2 separate regions of the Arachis hypogaea genome follow, and region 2 is linked to region 1. A link is a contact called in public Hi-C data. All regions are on one chromosome and are shown on one strand. Each heading gives the region's core, a stretch centred on a gene start, on an enhancer-like site or on the middle of the called end of the contact. The rest is flanking DNA. Distances are from core to core; before and after follow the strand shown.

Region 1 (4,593 bases), core at 1,381-3,880:
TTTCACTGAAATTGTAGGGACCAATGGTGTAATTTAACTTTTTTTTAATGACTATATAGTAGCTAATAAAATGATATACAATAATTATTTTTTGTTAATATAATAATATATTATAAAATACACATATAAATAGTAATTTAATTTTGAATATTGTCAACATAAAATTTTTATAATTCAAATCACTATGCATTTGTGTATAAATACATATATTTAGCCGATTATTACTTCTTTTGACTGTTAATGAGTTATAGTTCAAATGACATAGTCTCTCCATACTCATCTAAAAGGTTGTGAATTTGATTATTAAGTCCAAAATGTAATTATTTTTTATTATGGATAATTATTTAACTAAACATTTATTAGTGTTTTTTAAATGCAATAATTCTAGAATATGTATTACTTAATTATTCTGCAATTTATTTTATATCAAATACAAAAATTAATATTCTAAAAATATTTCATATTTTTTTTAACAAAAAGTAGTGATCAAAGATCTTGAAAATTTTTATTTGGTATAAAAATTCAATAAAAAACTCTTTAAATAGTAAAAATTTAATTAAAAACGGATGAAATTTTAAAAATTGGTATAGAGTAATTAAATTTTTTTATTTGTCTTTTTCTAATTTGTAGCTTTGTAATGGGTAAAGTTATTATGACTAGTTCGCCAACGAGCTATAGTTCAAATAGCATAGTATCTCCATACTTATTTAGGTAGTGTTTAGTGGAGAGACAGGGACTGAAAGATTGAAATTGAAAAACAGATACTAAGAGACAAATATTGAAATAAATCTCAGTATTTTGTTTGGTGTAAAATGGGAGACAGAAATTGAAACAAAAATGAAGCTCTAATTTAATTTGTACAAAGACTAAAATTAGAATTAATTAATTAAAATGAGAGTATTTTAGGTATAAAATATTATTAAAATTTCAGTCTCTGTCTCTAAAAATTTCAGTCTCCTGTGTTCCCATTTTTTGGAAGTACTGAAATACTGAAATTTTGAAAATAGAAATAAAAATTTTAGTACCAGTCTCTGAGCCAAAAAATATGATACTGAGTCTCAATATTCCAATCTCTGTCCCAATACCTCAAAATAAACGCTAGAGATCGCAGATTTAAGTTTCACTCCTAACTTTAAAAAAAAAAAAAAACAGTATACTAGTTCTCATTTTTTCCCCTCAACCAATAATCCGAGGACAGAATAGTGAATCTCCTAAAGTGAATAATAAGGGTGATTGTAAAATGACTGCAAATAACATTTTTGTTTTGTAACATATTTTTACATGCTGAGATATATTAATACGGTGACACATTATTGAGTTAAACTCCACCATTTTTTAGTTAGACTCCACCTTCAATTTCACCGCTATTAAACTTGGCTTCCCTATATATAGCTTGAATCCAAATATAACGTTTTCAATGTAATTCTTTTTTATAGGTAATTATCCAAATTGGTGAAATTTTAAAATATTTCCAAGAGTTACCCCATCAGACGGACTAGTAATTAGACTAATTTGTCTTCTCATAATATTTGTTTGGAGTTAATTATTTTACAACAAAATTTGTTATAGATTTATTTGTTCAGCACAAATATTTAAATTTCTATTAAAAGACATAAGAACTAATCTATTTAATAGAATTATTCTCAGATATTTCTTAATAATAATAATTAGTTAAACATCAAAATATCTGATTAAAATTTATTAAAGTTTAATTTGAGTGTTTATTATTATTATTATTATTATTATTATTATTATTATTATTATTATTATTATTATATAGGTGGATTAAACATGAAGATATTTCAGTGACTACAATGACTATATAAATATTGTTAAAATTAAAATTACACTTTTTTATATTTTAATAATAATTTTTTAATTAAAAACAGTTTTAAATAATTAAATAATATTATTTAATTTTTAGCAACACTTTTTAAAATACATTAAGTAACACAATTACCGGAGCACAACCATATTAAAATGCACCATATATATCCCTTCTTTTAAGAATAATAAAACTTTACTAATTCTAAAACTTAAACCTAAAACTATTTATTAAAAAATAAAATACACATCCTCTTAACTAAATTTATATTTAACATTATTACACACGTTTATTAACATAAATAAATAATTAAGGCCTTTTAATATACTCGAATCAAGATATTAAAGGAATGGTTAGAGAAATAATGAAAGATGAAGAAGTAGAGAACTAACCATTGGGATCTGTAAGTCCATCTCACCATTTCATGTGCCAAAGCACAAAAGATGAAAGAAGCCAAAGCCAAATAAACCATAATTAGATTAAAAAATGAAGAACAATTAGTTAAATGTAAAATAGAGAGCATTTGAGGAGGTTAAAGCTAACAAGTAAGTAAAAGAAGAAATTAAATTAAAGAAATACCATTCATCCAATTCTTTGAAGGCAAGAAGTGAAAAGAAGGTCTATATGTATGGTTTGGAATTATCATGTTATTAGAAGAATGAGTAGTTTGATGAGAAGCTTCATCAATAATATGAGCAATAATAACACTTCTACCATAGCCAAGAATAAGAAGAAGAGTAGCCAACAAATGAAGTGAAGCCATAGCAGCCATGGTGGCTTTGTGGGGGTGACAAGAGAAATTGAAGCTATGCAATAATGTGAATTGGAAGAATATATTTATAATGAGAGAAGATACTAAATTAATTTTAACAATGTATACCAAAATTAACTAACAAAATTAATTACTAAAATAGAATATACATTAAAAATAAGATATATAATTTAATTAAATATATGTATACATAAATATATAATAATTAATTTTAATAATCGATTTTAATGTACAAATATATTTTTTATTACCAATTATTATTACGAATGCGTTAAAAATAGCATAACCTTCTCATACTCACTTACACTTTGTTTGGATGTAGAAAGAAAATGAAAGAAAAAAAATAAGAAGAAAGAAAATAGAAGAAAAAGTTAAATTATTTGTGTATTGTTTGGATGAATAGAAAATAGATGGAAAGAAAATAGAAAAAAAAAAATTATTTAGATGGAAAGAAAAGTGAGAACAAAAATTATAATAATATAAAATTACATTAATACCCTTATCATAAACTAAAGCATAAATATTATTATTTATTCATGTTTTATTATATTTTATAAATATTATAAAATATTATAATTTTATATATTTGATTTAAATTATTTATCTAATACATATAATGTTTAAATATAAAACTCTACTATAATAATATATTAAACTAAATTTATATTAATAATTGTTAATAATAATATAACTAAGAGTAGTATTAAAAATATAAAAATATAGCATTTTTTTCTTGTTTTCTTACTTGTGATGGAAAGAAAATTTTTTTAGTAAAATTTATATCTAATTTTTTTTTCTTCCTTATTTTTTTGACAACCAAACAAAGAAAAATATAATTTTTTATCCATTTTTTTCATCTATTTTTTTTACTTATTTTTTATCAAACTAAATATAGTGTTAGAGATTGCGCATGGAGTAATTTTAAAAGGGGCGCGAACGTGAATATACCACAATAATTTAATATACCAAGGGTGTTATTAATTAGGCATTTAGGCCATTTTTTAATTTTTACATAACCCGATAAATAAAAAACTTTAAAAAATATCAAAAGATCATATTTAGTTTCTCCCAATAAATATTTTAGAATTATGTTTACTAAATTATGTGAAGAATGTGAGAGAGACAAAAAAATGAAAAAATGAAATACCCTCGATTCTGAGAAGGTATCAGAAAACTCTGTTAGATTTGAAAAGGAGAGCTAAGATCGAGAGAGAAAAGGAGTAGAGAGCAGAAAGAAGAGAAGAAACGAGAAACTGAGTTAATTGATTCTAAAAACGGCTTTACAGAATAGGTTTACTCTTGTATTTGTAGTCACAGCTGAAACAGATTTTTCTAACAACTAATTACCCTTCTAACAAATTTGACAACTCAGCACAACTAACTCCTAATCACATGTCTCACACTTCAGCTAGTTTCATCTCTTATCTCTATTTATCCTCAACATTCTTCCTCAACATGAGCTTGGGTTGGTCAACTAGTCTTAGTTTGCGTATAATCTTCAAGAAGGCATCATAACTCACTGGCTTGGTAAGAACATCTGAAATTTGATCTTGAGATGGAATATGGACTACATATACCTGTTTGTCCTCAACTCTATGTCGAACAAAGTGGAGATCAATTTCAAAATGTTTGGATCGGTTGTGCAGAATTGGATTCTGACTCATGAGCACCATGCTTTGATTATCACAAAACAATGTTGGAGGAAGTCCAGCCAGTATGTACATTTCATGGAGGAGTTTTTGCAGCCACATAGTGTCTATCATGGCATCAGCCAGGGCTCTAAACTCAGCCTCGGCGCTTGATCTGGCTACAGCTGTTTGCTTCCTGCTTGACCAATTTATGAGATTCACCCCAAGAAATATGCAATACCCTATTGTTGACCGTCTATCCACAGGATCTGCTGCCCAATCTGAGTCGCAAAATGCTTAGATTCTAAAGTCACTGCTTCTGTGAATTTCAAGTCTAAAATCAATTGTCCCGGCCAGGTAGCGAAGGA
Region 2 (4,593 bases), core at 1,318-3,817, 50 kb after region 1:
AAGGTTATATTTCTGTCTCTAAAAATTTTAAATAGGTTTAACATTGTGTTTAACATTGTCCTACCATCAAATTTGACATTAATTAGTGGACGTTATTAGTTACGTTATATATTTTTCCATGTGTTAGAAAAATATAATGATTCTAAATACTTCTCCTCAAATTTTTCTTTATAAAACTTTAAATTCTAACAATCAATGATCAACACTTTAAAATTAAAGAAAAACTTTTATATTAATGATCCTTTAGTGAATTGATTTCACTTATATACTAAAATCGAATGCTATTGCCTCCTCAATATGCGAATTATTTGTGAAATATTCAATGGTGGGACGGCATTGAACCAACTTAAAGCTTTTTTGGAATTGAAATAGAAAGTTTGAAAGTTTTTTAAATTGAAATAGAACGATTGAAATATTATAGATCAAATTAGAATTTTATCCAAACATCACAGATTAAAATAATACTTTACATTTAAAAAAAGGTTTTATTATGTTATGAGTTGTACAATTATTAACGTATGTATGTAGTTGTACTTAGCACATATCAATTCATTCTTTCCATCAGGCCGGAAACCTAATGACTAATCCTCTGTAGAGGCAAAGTGGACGACCCTCCCAAGCAAGCAAGCTCTATTCCCATCCTCCAGTGAGTATCGAACTCGGGAGAGATGGTTAAGAGACACAGACTCTCAGACTCTCATCCATCTGTGTCAACTTGCGTTATGATATTTCTTGGATTTCAAATGAAGTCAAATATGAAGAAACAAATAATTCTTTTTTAATCGATGGGCTCAAAGGCCCAAGGAAACAAAGCTAACTAGCCACAAGAAACAAAATTCCTCTGTAATTAGCAAAAAAATGTATAGCAATACAAGTCATACAATTTTCTAAGAAAAAAAAAAATCAGAGCCTGAAGATAAATTGATTGCCGTCTCCATTAACCAAATAGTAACAGAGGGAGACTCCAAACGAAGCTTGAAAAAGATTAAAAAGAAAAGAAAGAAAGACAAAAGAAGAAAAAATTCCAAAGACTGAGAAACAAAATTGCACCAAGAGCGAAAACAAAATTCGAAGGAGGCTTGGTTGATCATCCATGATGCGTAACTGGTGGTAGCTAGTGGCTCGAACTCTATAGCACTGGAGGTAGAAGTTAGAGTGATAGTAGTGAAATTCTAAAATTTTCTTGCATTATGTTGAGATTATGTTATGTTCAGTGTATTTATAAAGCTAAAAAGTAAAGATTATTTAATAATTTAATATTTTTGTTTTAAAATTAAAACTAAATAGAATTCGATAAGATAGAAAAGATAAGATTAAGATAAATAATTAATTTGAATTATCAAAATAATCTATAGATAGATAGAAGTAAATTTATGAAACAAATTTGATCTAGCTTGAATTGATTTCATTAATAGACAATTTATTAGTAATAGTAGTTTAGGAATTTTCTTTTGGAGCAAATTAGTGGACAAGACAAAATACAAATTAAATTCGAATAACGACGTACCTAAATTTAGCACAGATTAAATAAGATTTTTTTTTTCTGATTTCTTTTCACACAGACACTATGAATAAAGTGTATAAAATCCGCCTAAGATAACTCTAATGTCGCCTTCCTGTGAACCACAATTTAAACATTTTTGTTGTGACGCAGCAGAGGCCCAACACAGATGGCACACCTATTTATCTTATACAATGCTGCATCCAGGTTCTAATCTCAGCTGAAATATTGGTGTAATGTCTATAATTGAGAACTGTCCAATCCACTTGACAAAAAAAAAAAAAACATTTTTTGTGACATTTTAAACTTTATACAACAACAACCAATTTTGAAGAGTTTAAATTTAATTATTTAAATTGAATAAAATTTATTTCCACTTTTTATAGGTTATTTTAGTTCTAAATTTATTTCCACTTTATATTCCATTTTTTTAATTATTTAAGACTGAAATTTAAAATTTAAAATTTATCTCTCAATTTTTATATTTATCTTAAACAAAACATAATATTTAAACATAACTTAATACGTTTTACATTTCTAAGACTGATATTTAAAATTTTGAATTTATCCCTTAAATGTAGTATCTTCCAATTCAACTAATTCCTTTAAGGTTTATACCTTCAAATCAACCAAACTCTCTTCTTGATAAATCTTGCTTCATCTTCCTTCCCTTTTAGTAGAGTCAACAGGTAATTCAGAAAGAAAAAATTAGCAACAATTGCACCATGACAGGTGCTACTGCTAATCCAAGTATCTATCTACATGTTCCTGATGGCTGAATGAGGTTGGATCACATAAACTTTGATTCAAAATTTATATTAAATCCAAATTGTAATAATATATTGTTTGAATTGTATTTGTTTTTGTGTTAATATTCAAAGTACTCGATTATCTGATTTTCAAATTAGTTTTGGAAAAATAAAAACAATTAAATTAGTTCACATATCATCCATAAATATTTCTTTCTTTCATTAACAGTGAGTTAATGTGCATATCTGGGCCTATACTTTACTTGTCCAGCCCACTTCAAGATTAACATAGGGACTGCATTTAAAATTGGGTTTGCCCAGAACGGCCCAATCACCCCAGAGACCATTACAGAAGAGTTAGTGCACATGGGGCAAACCACCTCCGGTACGGGTCCCAAAATATGATTTTTAAGAGTCTTTTTCAAGAAAGGACTAATTCCACTATTCCTATTCTATAAATACTTCAGGTGTTTTTTTCAATTTATTCTCACTAATATCGAAGTTCTTTGTAGGTAAGGGTGGTAATAGGTAGAATAGGATAGAATTTGAAATCAATCTTAATTCTATTTGTAGGTTGAAATTTTTATATAAATTCAATTATACCTTAATTGAAAATATTCTAACTCTAATCTTACTATTCTTAATTTGCAGGTATCCAATTTAACTCGTAGGTTACAAAAAAAGATATAATATTATTATATAACTTGATGATAATTTAAAATAGAACCGATTTTTATGATAAAAAAATAAATAAGTATTAAATTATCAATTAATATTTTTTTTTAGTGGCTAAAGATTTTTTGCATTTAGTGAGAAGTCTTTAGTTTAACATCTAAAAATGTATTTTTATATAAATATATAACATATACATATATAGGATACGAGTTGGTCAAGTAGGATTGAGACTCAACCCACCACTCTATCCAACCCACATAAAAATCTTACCCACCATATTCTATTCGCTGGAGATCGAGTTGGCAATTCTATGTGACATGATGGAGTCAGTTGGATACCCGCAAATATGAGGTATGTTGCCACCGGTATTTATGGATACTTCCAACACAACATCAACACTCATTAATAGCTTGAAGAAGAAGAACAAATAACAAGAACGTTATTTTTTTTGTCTGATTCTATATTTCTAGATTAGTTCTTTTCTAGGATCTCTTTGTTTTTTATTTTTCATTGGAGCCTCCAACTCTCAATGTTATTGATGTGCACTTTTAGTGAACTCACGTTTGTCAAATTCATACGAAATCTTGAGCTCTTAGGAGATTTAAGCTAAATTTAAAACACTTTTCTAATTTTTACTAATTTTTGTGAATTTGTTTCTTTTTATTATTTCCACTATAATTTAACCCGTTCTAGCCTTTTAGTAAAAAATGGTTAAGATTAATTGTATTCGATATATTTATAGATGGTCTGCCAATAATTCAAATTGAATCTTCGATATATTTAATTGTTATTGCTAAAATTTGATTAAAATATTAATAAGCTGCTGATGATTGTTAGCATAGAGTTTTATTTTATTTTACTTTTTTTTAAAAAAGTGTAAGAAAAATATAAAAAAAAAGATGGTAATAGTAATGATAATAGTGGTGATTATTGGCAAATTTTAGGAGAGGACGATGATAATTGTGGTGTTAAAAATAGTGATAGAAAAGAGTTAAGAGAAAATAATTTTCTGAATTTTTCAAAAGTTGATAATAATTATAGGGGTGATTTAGGCATTTATTATGTATTTTTAATAGATTCGATAAAAAATTAACTATTAGATATTTTTGTCGGACAAATTAATTTTTATGATATAATTTTAATTTAATTTTTTTGTTGTGATAGTTTTGTCGACATCCAAATTTTTAATAATTAAAAATAATTATTTATTCATTTTAAATATTAACTCATTTGCTTTTTCTTATTTTTGGTAGAGTGACATTTTAAAAGAAAGATTTAATTATTCTTTATCCTTATTATTTATATTAATTCTTTATACTTTAAAAACTTATAATTAAATACCTTCTTTTTGTCAAGGTAGGTAGTAATTTTATTGCAATCAAAAGGGTTGGACTCTAATTCCCACAAAAGGGATGCACTAGCAACAAATATAAATAAGGCTCATTTTTTTGATATGGATTTTTTGGATGCATTATTCATAGTTATGAAAAATTTGTGTATTTTTAATTAATATAGAGCTGACTTTTTTTTATTTCAAAATATAAATTGGAGACACTGAATTAGAGGAGGAGAAAAACTGATAGTGCAATTTGAGAGAAGTTGAATTTAAATTTCAAAGGTTCACAAATCAAAGAATCGATTTTGTGTTTTAAAAATTTAAAAAAATTA

Evidence for each region. Hi-C and Micro-C count contacts between places; a contact is called where the count stands out from the background.
Region 2: a contact with region 1 is called in a Hi-C map of leaf, with 2.5 times the contacts expected there. The contact joins the enhancer-like site here to the promoter of LOC112779625 in region 1. A contact is called at or near these places in 2 of 8 Hi-C or Micro-C datasets (both in leaf).

What each region holds. Positions count from the first base shown.
Region 1 is chr19:10,142,594-10,147,186 of arahy.Tifrunner.gnm2.J5K5, forward strand. LOC112779625 (beta-fructofuranosidase, cell wall isozyme) reads right to left here and starts at 2,631. Exons shown (of 6, transcript XM_072228847.1): 1 at 2,405-2,631. The coding sequence starts at 2,597.
Region 2 is chr19:10,192,379-10,196,971 of arahy.Tifrunner.gnm2.J5K5, forward strand. No RefSeq gene overlaps it. Among protein-coding and RNA genes, the nearest start is that of LOC112780018, 8.2 kb to the left of the region's middle. Within about 2 kb of position 2,568, at least 3 of the 3 cell types and tissues checked have open chromatin away from gene starts, as enhancers often do.